Regions from separate parts of the Mus musculus genome. Here regions 1 and 2 are each linked to region 3. The links are chromatin contacts, called in public promoter capture Hi-C maps. All regions are on one chromosome and are shown on one strand. The core of a region is the stretch at or near the end of the contact, and the rest is flanking DNA. Distances in the headings are between cores, read along the strand shown.

Region 1 (3,883 bases), core at 134-2,633, 540 kb after region 3:
ATTAACAATCAGGAAATGGGAGCATGGAGAAGGAAGGCCCCTGGGGTAGTGCGGGCTGTGCCGACAAGACAGCTTTGGAGACCTTCCAAGGCGTCTGGCCTGAACGAGCAGAAGTCGTGCAGCAACAGCCAGGGCTCTGTTTGCTTGGGCTTTTTCAGGTTGGTTTTTGCTCTCATCAGTCTCCAGCTAGAGAGGTCCGAAAAGAGGGAGAAGGCCTGGAACTAACTGTAGCTCTGGATTTCAGTTTCAGCGGACGTTCTCTCCAGCTTCCTACAGATCCTGCACTCAGCTCTGCTGAACCCCATGCCCGAGTGTCGGCCAGCACTCAGCACCTTACTGTCCCATGATTTCTTCAGGTGAGGGCATCATGTGACACACTACAGAGAGGGAAAGAGAGGAAGAGAGAGAGATTGGTTTGCCTTTCAGGTTTTTATCACAGAAAGTTTGAAAACTTCTCAGCTGTCATGAAGGAATTATATCCAGATTCAGTAGGAAGTTTGATTAGAAAGAACTAGTCCGTGTCAAATAGTTTTCAGTTGGAAACTAATTGAGAAAGTAGATAAAGTTGATAAGCATGGCCCCGCCTTGTGCTGCCACTGCATTATGGGTGCCTGTTCTCTGAATCTGTCTTGTTGAGAGGGGGCAGGTTTGTGTTTCGTCTGGCAGTAGATGGTTCCCTTAGTCTCAGTGTATAGGCGTTGGTCAGAGGGAAGGACACAGAATAAACACCCCGGGTTCACAGATGGTTTTGAACTTCAAGGTTAGTTTTAATTACGTTTTTTTTTTTATTTCTGTAACCACAGAGCTTGTGCCCAGGTTAGTTCCATGTTTGTGAGTTTTATTAACAAACCTAACCCATGTTTCTTAAACAAAGTATGTTTATGTGTTTGTACTTAGAGCTTGGAAGGGATCAGAACAGAAGGAAGGATACAGCCTCCCCAAGGAAGATGAGGCCTCTAGAGAGGCACCGTGTGGTGGGGTGTTACTAAGTTAGTCCTGTAGTCACCACAAGTACAGTTGACATTTATGTTTGTGAGAAAATGTTTTGGACTTTTCCCAATATAGCAGGTTCCCTCCTCCATTTCTTAAATTGGGAAATACAATTGTATATATTTGTGTTTATAAGTCTGTCAACAGTTATTATTTTCTTGTATTTGTAGATGAATTTTAGAAATACTTTATTTCTCATGCTATCATAGTCTCTATAAAGATAATTCATTATAGTAAATTGTTACCACTATATGTAACTCAAGTTCTTTAAGAACTGTGTAATAGTGCAGAGGGAAGAAAATCATCAAAGCGCATTCCAGGCCACATCAGACATCCGTGTGTGGCAGGAGGAGCAAACTGCCGGAAGCAGCAGGGTGGAGCAGGCCAGCTCCCTCCCTGAGGCAGTTGCTTCTGTTAAAGCGCTTGTGCATTAGCTCCGCCTCTTTGGGATACACAGGTCCACTTCGATTGGACAGGAGTCTTTAAAGGTTCTTTGTTTTTTAGACTTAAAAAAATTGAAACTCTGTGACAAATGTTACAGCCTAGAAATACCAAAGGAGGAAAGGATGTGGTGGACACATAAAATAAATGTAGATGGTCTGCTTATCGCCTAGGGCCATGAAAGGTAAACAACTTGTCTCTTAGGAGAAGTTTACGATTATGAGCACATACATTTATAGTCCACATACGCTACCATTTGCGTGAGAAATGTAAACAGACATAAAGATGTGGTATTAAATTATAAATGCAAAAAATTCATTGGAGCGCATATTACTGGTATGCTAAGCATTTCAAGCATCACCCTCAAGCAGCACATGACACAAATCATCTCAACAAACGCAGAAAAATGGCTCACGTCGCACAAAGTGGTTTCTTGAGTTTCTGGTGTATTTCCACTGTCTTTTAATTTACCCACCATAGAAAAGTTTGTGTTTAGACTGTTTTCAGTAAAACTACTGGTCAACAGGCTAATGAAAATTAAGTCTTGGTAAAAGTTAAAAGTAACACGAATTTTTATGTGGAGGAAATCATGGAAGATAGGGCCTTAATAATGAATTGTTCAAGAATCACATATAGGTGTCAGCGTGAGAATGAAGGCAGTACCTGTGCATGCCAAGCTGTGTGCTTAAGTGTTGGGCAATATGGTAGGGATATGCTAGGACGGTATGGTAGGGATATGCTAGGACGGTATGATAGGATATGCTAGGATGATAAGGTAGGGATATGGTAGGATGGTATGGTAGGGATATGCTAGGACGGTATGGTAGGGATATGCTAGGACAGTATGGTAGGATATGCTAGGATGATAAGGTAGGGATATGGTAGGATGGTATGGTAGGGATGTGGTAGGATGGGAGCCATGCTGTCTTGGAACAGAATAGTTTACAGGTTTGGAACTATCTGTAGACTCTTCAGAAACTGGCCTTGCCTAGGTCCAAAAGTCAGAAAAATGAGAAAACACTGGTGACTTCTATAAAAGTTCCATTTCCTAGATCCTCTTTGGTGTTTTCACTTCACCACAGGGGACTTGGGGATCAGCAGCTTCTTTGATAGTGCCACTTCTTCCAGGGTAGTCCACTTAATCAGTGTCTGTGACAGTGAGAGCATTGGAAAGGTGTGGTCACTGCTGAAGCCTAAGGACAGCAGCAAGTGCCCTTCCATTATATCCTCTCACAGTAGGCTCCTCTATTACATCCTCTCACAGTAGGCTCCTCTATTACATCCTCTCACAGTAGGCTCCTCTATTACATCCTCTCACAGTAGGCTCCTCTATTACATCCTCTCACAGTAGGCTCCTCTAGGCTTGCTGTTTGTTTCTCTCATAAGCACTTTGAATCTGTCGTATGGTGTACGTAGAGAGCTAGAGATCGTTTCTTCATTGCAAGTCCTGGTCTGCTCTGTACTGATGGCTTCAACACCTAACATTAACATGCCTTTTACCTTGTTGTCCTGCTGTTTCCTCACATTTAGAAATGATTTTCTAGAAGTTGTGAACTTCTTGAAAAGCTTGACATTAAAGAGTGAAGATGAAAAGACTGAATTTTTCAAGTAAGTTCAGAAAAAAAAAACTCTTAAATTCCCTCCCTTGAATTAAACCTTTGTCACCATGACAGCGCTGCCGGGCTGAGTTAGACTTCTGACTTCCCAGTGGTTATCGAACCTCCCTCCATGTCATACTTTGTACCGTGCCCCGGGACTCACTGTCCTCGTAATGCAGACACATCCACACTGGTAACTTAAACGGAAAGATGTGCCAGCTTTGCTTTGCTTGGAGTGGAGAGAGAATAGCTCTTCTAGATAGACAAACAGCAGAGTGAGTGCCCCAAGGTGAGACCCACTGGGATGGCAGCACCTGATCCCTGCTGGCCAGACTTCAGAGCAAAGGTAAGTGGTCCCTGTATAACAGGCAGGCTATTGATGGGATTTGTAGACAGTGAGCTGCTTGCCTTGAAGCCACTGAGAGAGTGAATGGAACTGAGATGGCTAGAAGTCTCTGTGCTGATCACTGTGTTTGTGGGGGCAGAGTTAGATCTCATGAAGCTTGGCTTGGTTAGTATGTCGTAGTTCTGTAGCCAGAGAGGAGCTGATGTAAGAGCGATGATGGAGGAGATAGGGGAGATAGACATGGTGGAACTAGGACAGGGAAAGGAACACTTGGAGTTACAGTAAGGCTGGAGACTGAGCCAGGAGGCGGGAGAGGGAGAGGATGTTAGAGCAGTGGCCAAGGAAGGCTGTATGTTAACGCTAAGACTGTAGCAAGCCAAAGGAAAAGAAAAACAAAAAACCAAATAGCAAGGAACGGAGGAAGCAGATGCACAGCTAACACCGTCAGCTCGGGTGCTGACCGCATCGGCGAGGCTGTGGGGGAGCCAGAGGGAGAAAGCAAGCAGGG
Region 2 (3,809 bases), core at 968-3,467, 540 kb before region 3:
CCGATTTCCAAATGAGTTGGGAAATCATGCTTGGTTGCACAAAAATCGCTAATGTTTAACGACAGGGTCAGAAATGACTGTTTTCCTATGGATTTTGTACTGTCTCCTCCACATCAATGACAGAAAACACAAATAATTAAACAAGATCAGATTGAGCATGCTCCTCCATTATTGAGATACTATGTGGGCATGGGGAATCTCATTTCCAAAGACAGAGGGGCCTTGAGTTATTTAAGAGTGCCAGAGAGCACAGTGATATTCAGTGTTTTGAACCATAGTTTATGGTAGCTCAGATATAAGTATTTTTTTTAGTATTTTTTATTGGTTATTTTATTTATTTACATTTTAAATGTTATCCCCCTTCCAAGTTTCCCCTCTGCAAACCCCCTATCCACTCCTCCTCCCTTCTGCTTCTATGAGGGTGCCCCCGCCCCACCAACCCACTCCCACCTCACCACCGTAGCATTAGACAGGGTCTCATACTATATCTCAGACTGGTCTGGACTTACAACGTAACCCAGGCTGGCCTTGAGCTTCTGCCAATCCCCCAAGTCAACCTCCAGAGTGCTGGGATACTGGCATGAGCCTGGAGCATGTCATAGTTTTAGCGTGAGACAGGGCTGTGTTCCATTCAGTGACACCCCCCCCACACACACACCCCGGGTCCTCTCCATGCAGTTTTATGAAGCAGGGGCTCAACAGCTTCTATGATAAAAAGTGGGAAAGTGTTCTATGAGGAACAACACATGAGAAGGTCCTGTCTTAGCTGATCCTAAGATCTGAGAATCTACAGCGCTCAGCCACCCCATAAATCCACACTGAGTGTGATTATGAGTGAAATAAAAACGAATTTTCTTTCAATTTCTTTACAATCTGTACAACCGCCTACAACAGTTAGAACATAAGCACAGATTTGTTTGGGCTTGACTACTTAGCAGGAACTTTGGCCTGGGGGAACTGTGAAGGAATTGCTGACATGCAAATCATCACTTTAAACCTGGGAAGTTTGGGAACCTCTAATCCAAGTCTTACCTTTTGAGTGTGTTTTAAATTGACTTGGAGACCTTACTGTTTTTTGTTTTTTTCAGAAGATTATCCTCTAACTGAGGGTAATTAGCACTGGATCAGTTAACCAGTATGACTCACTTACACGTTCACTAGGAAGGCATCTTTATTCACGCAGGCAGGTACCCCCACATTCTTCTTTAGTGTGTGCCAATATCTCAGAATACTGACAGGCACAGACTGCCCTATCAGAGCATATCCCTAAATGGGTTGTGTCAGTTCAAGCGTTAGCACTTGTAGTATATTCAGATGGATAATTGGGACCTGGGCTGGAATAAGAGTATGTTCTGAGATTTGTAACCTCTTAACAGCAGACATTTACTTCCTCAAGCCTAATCCTAAACCATCTACCACATAACACATGCTGCCTCTTACAAGGTTATAACAAGTTCCCTAAGAGAGTAAAGACTCTAAGAAAACAACTGGGCATTGAGACCCATGTTTTCTATGCTTACATAAAATATATGGAATTAAACTGTAGAAGTGACTCTCAAAGCCTTCATCTGGATACTTGTGGATTGAAGATTAGCAGATAAGATTTATAAATAGTACAAAAATCGAGAAATTTGATTCCCAAGTACAGAATAGAGCAGGAAACACAGAAACAGAAAATTGGTGAAGTGCAAACCTAAGTTAGTCAACTTTTCAGAAAGGCTTGCTTTTTGTTTCAGTTAATGTAACATACTGATACGTGGTAGATATACCTTACAAACCATTAACTCATACCATGCTAGAGGCTGCTGAGGGAAGCACTTAATAACTCATCCAGCAGAGGACTTACCAGTAAATGCAGAAGTTTAGCAATCTGACTTTATGTTCCTGTGACAAGGTCTCAAGTTCTGTTCCTTACGTTGGAGCAAGGGATGGTCGAAAAATTCCCCCAGGGTCACTCGTGGAGGGAGCTGTGTTCTGTTGAGACGACTCCTCTCTGATGTACAATAAGAAAAAACAGGAAAAACTCAGCTCCACCTTCTTCACCCAGAGGAATCGGAGATTTTTATGGGGTTACTGACTCTAAGTAGCTGTAATTGCTCATTCCAGTGGCCCTGACACAATTAGGATCCCAGAGCTAGTAACAATCAAAATTGTTTTGAGCCAGTGTTTGGGAGTTCCCTGCACACAGGATGAGCCTGGTCTAAGAGATAAGAAGCGTTAGGAAAAAAAATTGGAACCGAAGGTTAGCTGTTGTTTGTGTGTTCAATTGATTACTTGCAACAGTGGTATGCTGAGAGACAGACTGCCTGGTGATATGTACTTAAAACTCATCCTTCTGTTTGCAAACTATAAATGAAATTGGGTACTTATAATGGTATCCTTCATTTCATTCTTCCCTGGGCTAAGGATGAAATTAACATCTGCTACATAAATTCACAATCATATTAACAGCTGCTACATCAAACTTGCATTTTAAGACTTTTGGTCCATTTCTCACTTAGAGAAAATTGTTATTTTAAAATGCACACATTACTTACATTTATTAAACACATTTTAAAGCTCCTTTAACTGTAGATGATTGTCCAGGTGCTTGGGAAATGCAAGACAGATGTGTGAGAAGTACATAGCCTTCGAAGTCATGAGTCCTGGCTTCTAATGTGTTCACTAGCTTTTTTTTTTTTTTTTTTTTTTTTTTTTTTTTTTTTATCAAAGTAATCTTTGAAAAATGTTTGATTTTGCTCAGCTCCAGATTCCTCAATTAAAAATATGTAATTCAATGGCTTCCTCAAATAGTTATTGTGGAGTTAGATGAGGTAATCTATGTGAGATGGTCATGCGCATAGGAAACTCTGGTGCATAAGGGTGTTGATAGTGTTATGCATTGCTCAATTATTATTTTATCATTGATCCTCAGTATTGAAGAGATTCCTACAGGCATGAAAAAGAAAACTCCAAGAGACATTGCTCAATTATTTTTTTATCATTGATCCTCGGTATTGAAGAGATTCCTACAGGCATGAAAAAGAAAACTCCAAGAGACACTGGTGGACTGAGGCAGTAAAAGGCTCTTGACAGGCTAAATATTTTCTTAACCATTTCAGCACAGCCTGTAACTTCACTTCTGGAGGATGCTATAGAACATCAAACATTCCGATTGTTTGTTCGGCTCAGCTCTGATCTTGCTGACTCATTAAGCACTTGGCAAGTCGACAACATTGCTGGCTGTGAGTTCTTAGTTCAAGTTACCCTCCTGAAGCTCTGAGGATGGTAGTCATTGAAGGATTTCAAAACTTAAATTTGACCATAAGGTAAGCCTTCAGGACGACTGTTAGCTCAGATGTCCCTTTGAATGTGACCTTCAGTCAGAAGCATCTTAAGAGTTAGGACTAGGTTACTGTCCAAAGTTTAGCATTCAAATTACGTTGGTGTGTACATGGAGAACACTAAAGGAGTCACTTGGCCCCGGTGGTGACAAACTGCACATAAGGGAGATTAGGCTACTGAGTGATCATAAACATGATCATTTTACTATATTCATTTCCATAATTGGCCAGAGACTTTTATTAATTATTAAATGAATGAGGCATCTGACCTTCACTGGTAGTTTCCATTCTGGCTGCTTTTAGGGATCAATATTAGTCACCTATAGTTAAGGATACAGGATGAAGAAAGGCCTCTAGCCTGTTAGTCAAGTGAGCCACATTGGTAGCCAATAAATTTTCTTTAGTGCCTAGGACTGGACTCAGTTGGTTCTTCAACCCATGGGGAACCAGGATACTGGTACAGGTGAGCAAGAAGTTGGCAAAGAG
Region 3 (3,797 bases), core at 345-2,844:
CAAACATATTGGAGTCCTACATTAAACCTTTGTCAAATCAAGCTAAAGCCAAGATTCAACCTCCATGAAATGTCCCCAGTGTCCATTAAATCCTCAGCGTGAACTTGCTCTATGGCTACCACCTTATTGTACTGTCTGTCTCATGAATCTACAAGGTCTCTAAGGGCAAAGATGTCCTGCTACTTTTGACATCTCTAAGGCAGACGTTGTGCTTCATGGCAGGTTAGCATTCCCCATGACAAGGACGGAAGAGGCCCCTGGACCAGACAACACACCTGATTCAAATACTGAGAACTGAGTCAGATCAGATCTAGGTGCCTGCATTTGTACATATAGGTATATGAATGGAGAATGAGTTACAGAAGGAAAGAACCTGAAAACAGCCAGCTGGACAGAATCAGTTGGAACACATCTGACATGATAATTCCATGACAGTACTAAGAAAGATCAGCCAGTCCAGTCTTCCCCACATTGACCCCATGTTAGTAATTTACTTCCTTCTGCACCTGTCAGTCCTAGATAATTCACATATCTAGGCTAAATATTCCAAGTACCCAAGACATATCCAGATATCTCACAAACTATAGACATGGAAGAATTTAATTTTATCCTTAAGGTACTTTTTAAAATGTTGCCAAGAGTGGCACAAAGTTCTCACAGAAGTGATGGGCATTTCCAAGCCTACCACAGACATTTTTGTGAAATTGCAATCACAGGTCAAGAGCATTTTACATCCTTTCCTACCAAGTACTGGAAAACTTAATAAATCAGAAGCAGCGTTATCGCAAGCCCATACAGTGATCTATAATTATTCCAGAAAGCCCCCCGCCCCATCCGGGGCAGCAGATTTCCACTGTCCCTGAAGGCAGAAGAGACAGACATGTAAGTGCACTGTGCATGTACACACAAATACACACACGCACTTCAAATCTAACCTCTCGAAAAGTCCTTTTAGTTTGCTGACTCCCAAGAACTGGAAAGAAATGCAAACTCATCTGGTAGCCAGAAGTAAAGGCAATGCGGATGGATCATAAATACCACTTCTTCTGCGTTGATTCACTCTCATGACACCTTTCCCAAATATCTGGTTTTATAAGTTCACAATTATGATGCTGTATATGCAGTATTAGTCTTCATTCACCCTGAACCCAAGTTTACAACCATTGGTTTGGGTTAAAAGCCTCCCTTAGGGGCCATTCAGGTGGTGGCTTCGCTTTCTCTTCCTAACCTCATTCCTTTTTACAGGAAAACATCAAATCATCAGAAAACAGATGCTAAAAGAGAAACCCCTGGGCCGTCCCTCTGGCCTCTGCAGCAAAGACACCTAGGGAATCCCACCACCCCTGTCCCCCAACTTGGAGTTCCAGCCCCCACGCCCCCTCGCCCACTAAGACGGCCTCCTGTCCTTCAGACTCGAGACTCCACACCCGCGCGCAAGTACACCTTACCTTTATTCTGCTTTAGTCTCCTCAGCTCTTCCTCAGAGAAGCCCGCCCAATCCTGAGCCATCCGCCTAGCCCTGGGCACCCAAAGAGTGCCCAAATCTCCGCGCGCAGACTGCCAACACAGCTCCACAGGCACATCCGGGTTCCTTCAGTGGCGCGGCGAACAGCCAATCAGCGTGCCGAACTGTGGCGCTAGGCCTCCCTCTGCATTCAGGGACCCGGTACCTGTGGGGCTGCCCCGAGCGATGCCTGAAAGCCTGACTCGGTGGACTACAAAAGCACGGCCTTCGCTTCCACTCACAGGCCTCTGCTACACGTTCCAGTTCTTCTTGCTTTATATCTTTGGGGGGAAGTGGGGGTTATGGGAATATGAGGAAGGGTTGAGGAAAACAGGTAGAGCGGCAGTGACAGAGGAGGCCTACAGGTCGGAACTGCCTGACTAGCTGGGCGGAGCCTGTATTGCCTGGGAGGTGGGCGGTACCGGAGCATCCTTGGCTTGTAGGTTCTAAGTCATGGAGAAACAGGGTGTAGGGTTGAGATTTAAGCATTGGCCAGTTCACTTCTAGACAATAACATCTAGCAGATTTCGATTTCTTGTTTCTATGATGAATGAGTCTAAGAACCTAATCCTTATGCCAAGATATTTTGCTGGTCTCCTCCTGCCTATAGAAGTCCCTCAACACACCACACTCAAGTCCTAAATGGTGATTTTTTTTTCTTTTGTCTAAAGCTATCTTCTTGAGCTTCCATTTCTCCGTTTTAAGCAGAGTTTAGAAAATTAGAAGATGCAAAGCTTGTCCATGTATGTGTAGGTCAGCGTTTTTTAAACCATTTCTTTTTTTCATTATTTTTACTAAAAACAACTGAAAACATTACATTGGCTACATTGAAAATTTTTTTAAAGAATATTAATTTTCGACTCGAGAGTCAATATTTTTAATCAAGTTGAAGTAAAGGAGTATACTGGAAAATAAAATATGACACCAGCAATTGAAATGAGCAGTTCAGTTATATAAGTATCAGAAAAAAGTTTGACATCTTTCTTGTAATCTTTGAACTTTGAAATGTAACAGGTTTTCCAAAATTCAAGGATGCCACACATGCTTATCTTAAAGATGAGTTTATTTTCAATATATTTGAAAGGCAAAATACCATCCAAAAGGATTAGTTTCGTTCAAGTTTTGAACATAGACTAAATGTGTAAACAGATATACATTAACTCCAGAATAGAATGTATTAGTCACAATCTGGTAGTGGATTCAGCTTGCCCTCTGCACACAATAACCATTTACTAGTGACTCAACAACAATTTTAAACCTACTTGTGTGCTTTCTGTTACATTTTATTTATACATTTTCTATAAGACAAGATTTATCACTAATCTTAATAGAGTCAGTAATTATGGTATTTTAAAAGGTTTTGCCTTGCTTGTGAATGCAAATCAAGGCACCAGCAAGAGATAATAAAAGCCAATAAAATACATCTGTATAAAATTATACTTTCCCCCTTGCAACATTCCAAATCTCCTATTTGTTGTTCTGTTGGCCCTTCCTCAAGGAGTTCACTTTTGTCAAATGCTGTAGGAGATACTGGTGGGAACTAAGCTCCAGAAGTCTTTGCTCTGTGGGAGTTCTTGGTTCTGAGTTGAGAGAGTATCTCAGTTGAGAGTTTTGCTGGAAGTCTCACTCACATTATACTAACTATATTTAAGGGGAAATTTTCCCCATTTGTGTAGTAAATTTGGATCCTACCACCATATACACAAAGGGTATTTACTGTTTTCTCACACACAAAAGGCTTCCTTATTCTCCAGAGCAGTAGGCTGTGTTTTTCTAATCTTTATATATTCTCTTCTTTTCAGGCTCTTTACTAGTTTGTTTTCAATTATATGTAAGAAACTCAAACTTGAGTAGTTAGCTTTTGTAGTATTCTCTTTTTATATTCTTTTAAGTTCCATGATGAACATTTTTGTGTTTAAATAAAAGTTTTATATATAATTCAGCATGTTCATGTGTTTATGAGAAGGTATCATCTATGACAATTTGGATTGTAATATATTCTCCAGTTGATTCTCCATTAGATGGTTGGTGTTTCATCTGGACTCAGATGTGGTGTCTCATCCCTATAGTTCCAGCACTCAAGAGGCTACAGCATGAGTTTGAAGCCAGTCTGAGTTACACAGTGAATTACAGATCAGCCTGGCTGCAATGTGAGACCCAGTACAATTTAGATAGATAGATAGATAGATAGATAGATAGATAGATAGATAGATAGATAGATGATATTTTTAAAAATCTAATTGTGTTTCTAGCATATTTATAAAATGGAGCTGCCTGGCTGCCTCAGGAGGTT

What was found. Promoter capture Hi-C pulls out the DNA fragments that hold promoters and counts their contacts.
Region 1: a contact with region 3 is called in a promoter capture Hi-C map of embryonic stem cells, with 2.6 times the contacts expected there. The contact joins the enhancer-like site here to the promoter of Gorab in region 3. A contact is called at or near these places in 12 of 39 promoter capture datasets (the 3T3-L1 cell line, 3T3-L1-derived adipocytes, the C10 cell line and 6 more), 7 of 484 Hi-C or Micro-C datasets (the Ba/F3 cell line, CD4 T cells, Th17 cells and 3 more), 3 of 115 datasets of contacts at active chromatin or transcription factors (embryonic stem cells, extraembryonic endoderm stem cells and memory CD8 T cells) and 2 of 9 other capture datasets (adipose tissue and liver).
Region 2: a contact with region 3 is called in a promoter capture Hi-C map of liver. The contact joins the promoter of Fmo1 here to the promoter of Gorab in region 3. A contact is called at or near these places in 1 of 39 promoter capture datasets (liver) and 2 of 115 datasets of contacts at active chromatin or transcription factors (large pre-B cells and stem cell-derived neural progenitor cells).

What each region holds. Positions count from the first base shown.
Region 1 is chr1:163,940,863-163,944,745 of GRCm38.p6, forward strand. Scyl3 (SCY1-like 3 (S. cerevisiae)) reads left to right here. Exons shown (of 14, transcript NM_028776.5): 7 at 245-356; 8 at 2,962-3,039. Among named protein-coding and RNA genes, the nearest start is that of Scyl3, 13 kb to the left of the region's middle. Within about 2 kb of position 1,384, at least 10 of the 459 cell types and tissues checked have an H3K27ac peak or open chromatin away from gene starts, as enhancers often do. A contact at or near this core is called in embryonic stem cells, where this site is marked.
Region 2 is chr1:162,864,393-162,868,201 of GRCm38.p6, forward strand. Fmo1 (flavin containing monooxygenase 1) reads right to left here and starts at 2,218. Exons shown (of 9, transcript NM_010231.3): 1 at 1,847-2,218.
Region 3 is chr1:163,402,075-163,405,871 of GRCm38.p6, forward strand. Gorab (golgin, RAB6-interacting) reads right to left here and starts at 1,595. Exons shown (of 5, transcript NM_178883.6): 1 at 1,449-1,595. The coding sequence starts at 1,509. It overlaps Gm24940 (a small nuclear RNA gene), which reads left to right and starts at 209; the gene lies at 209-328.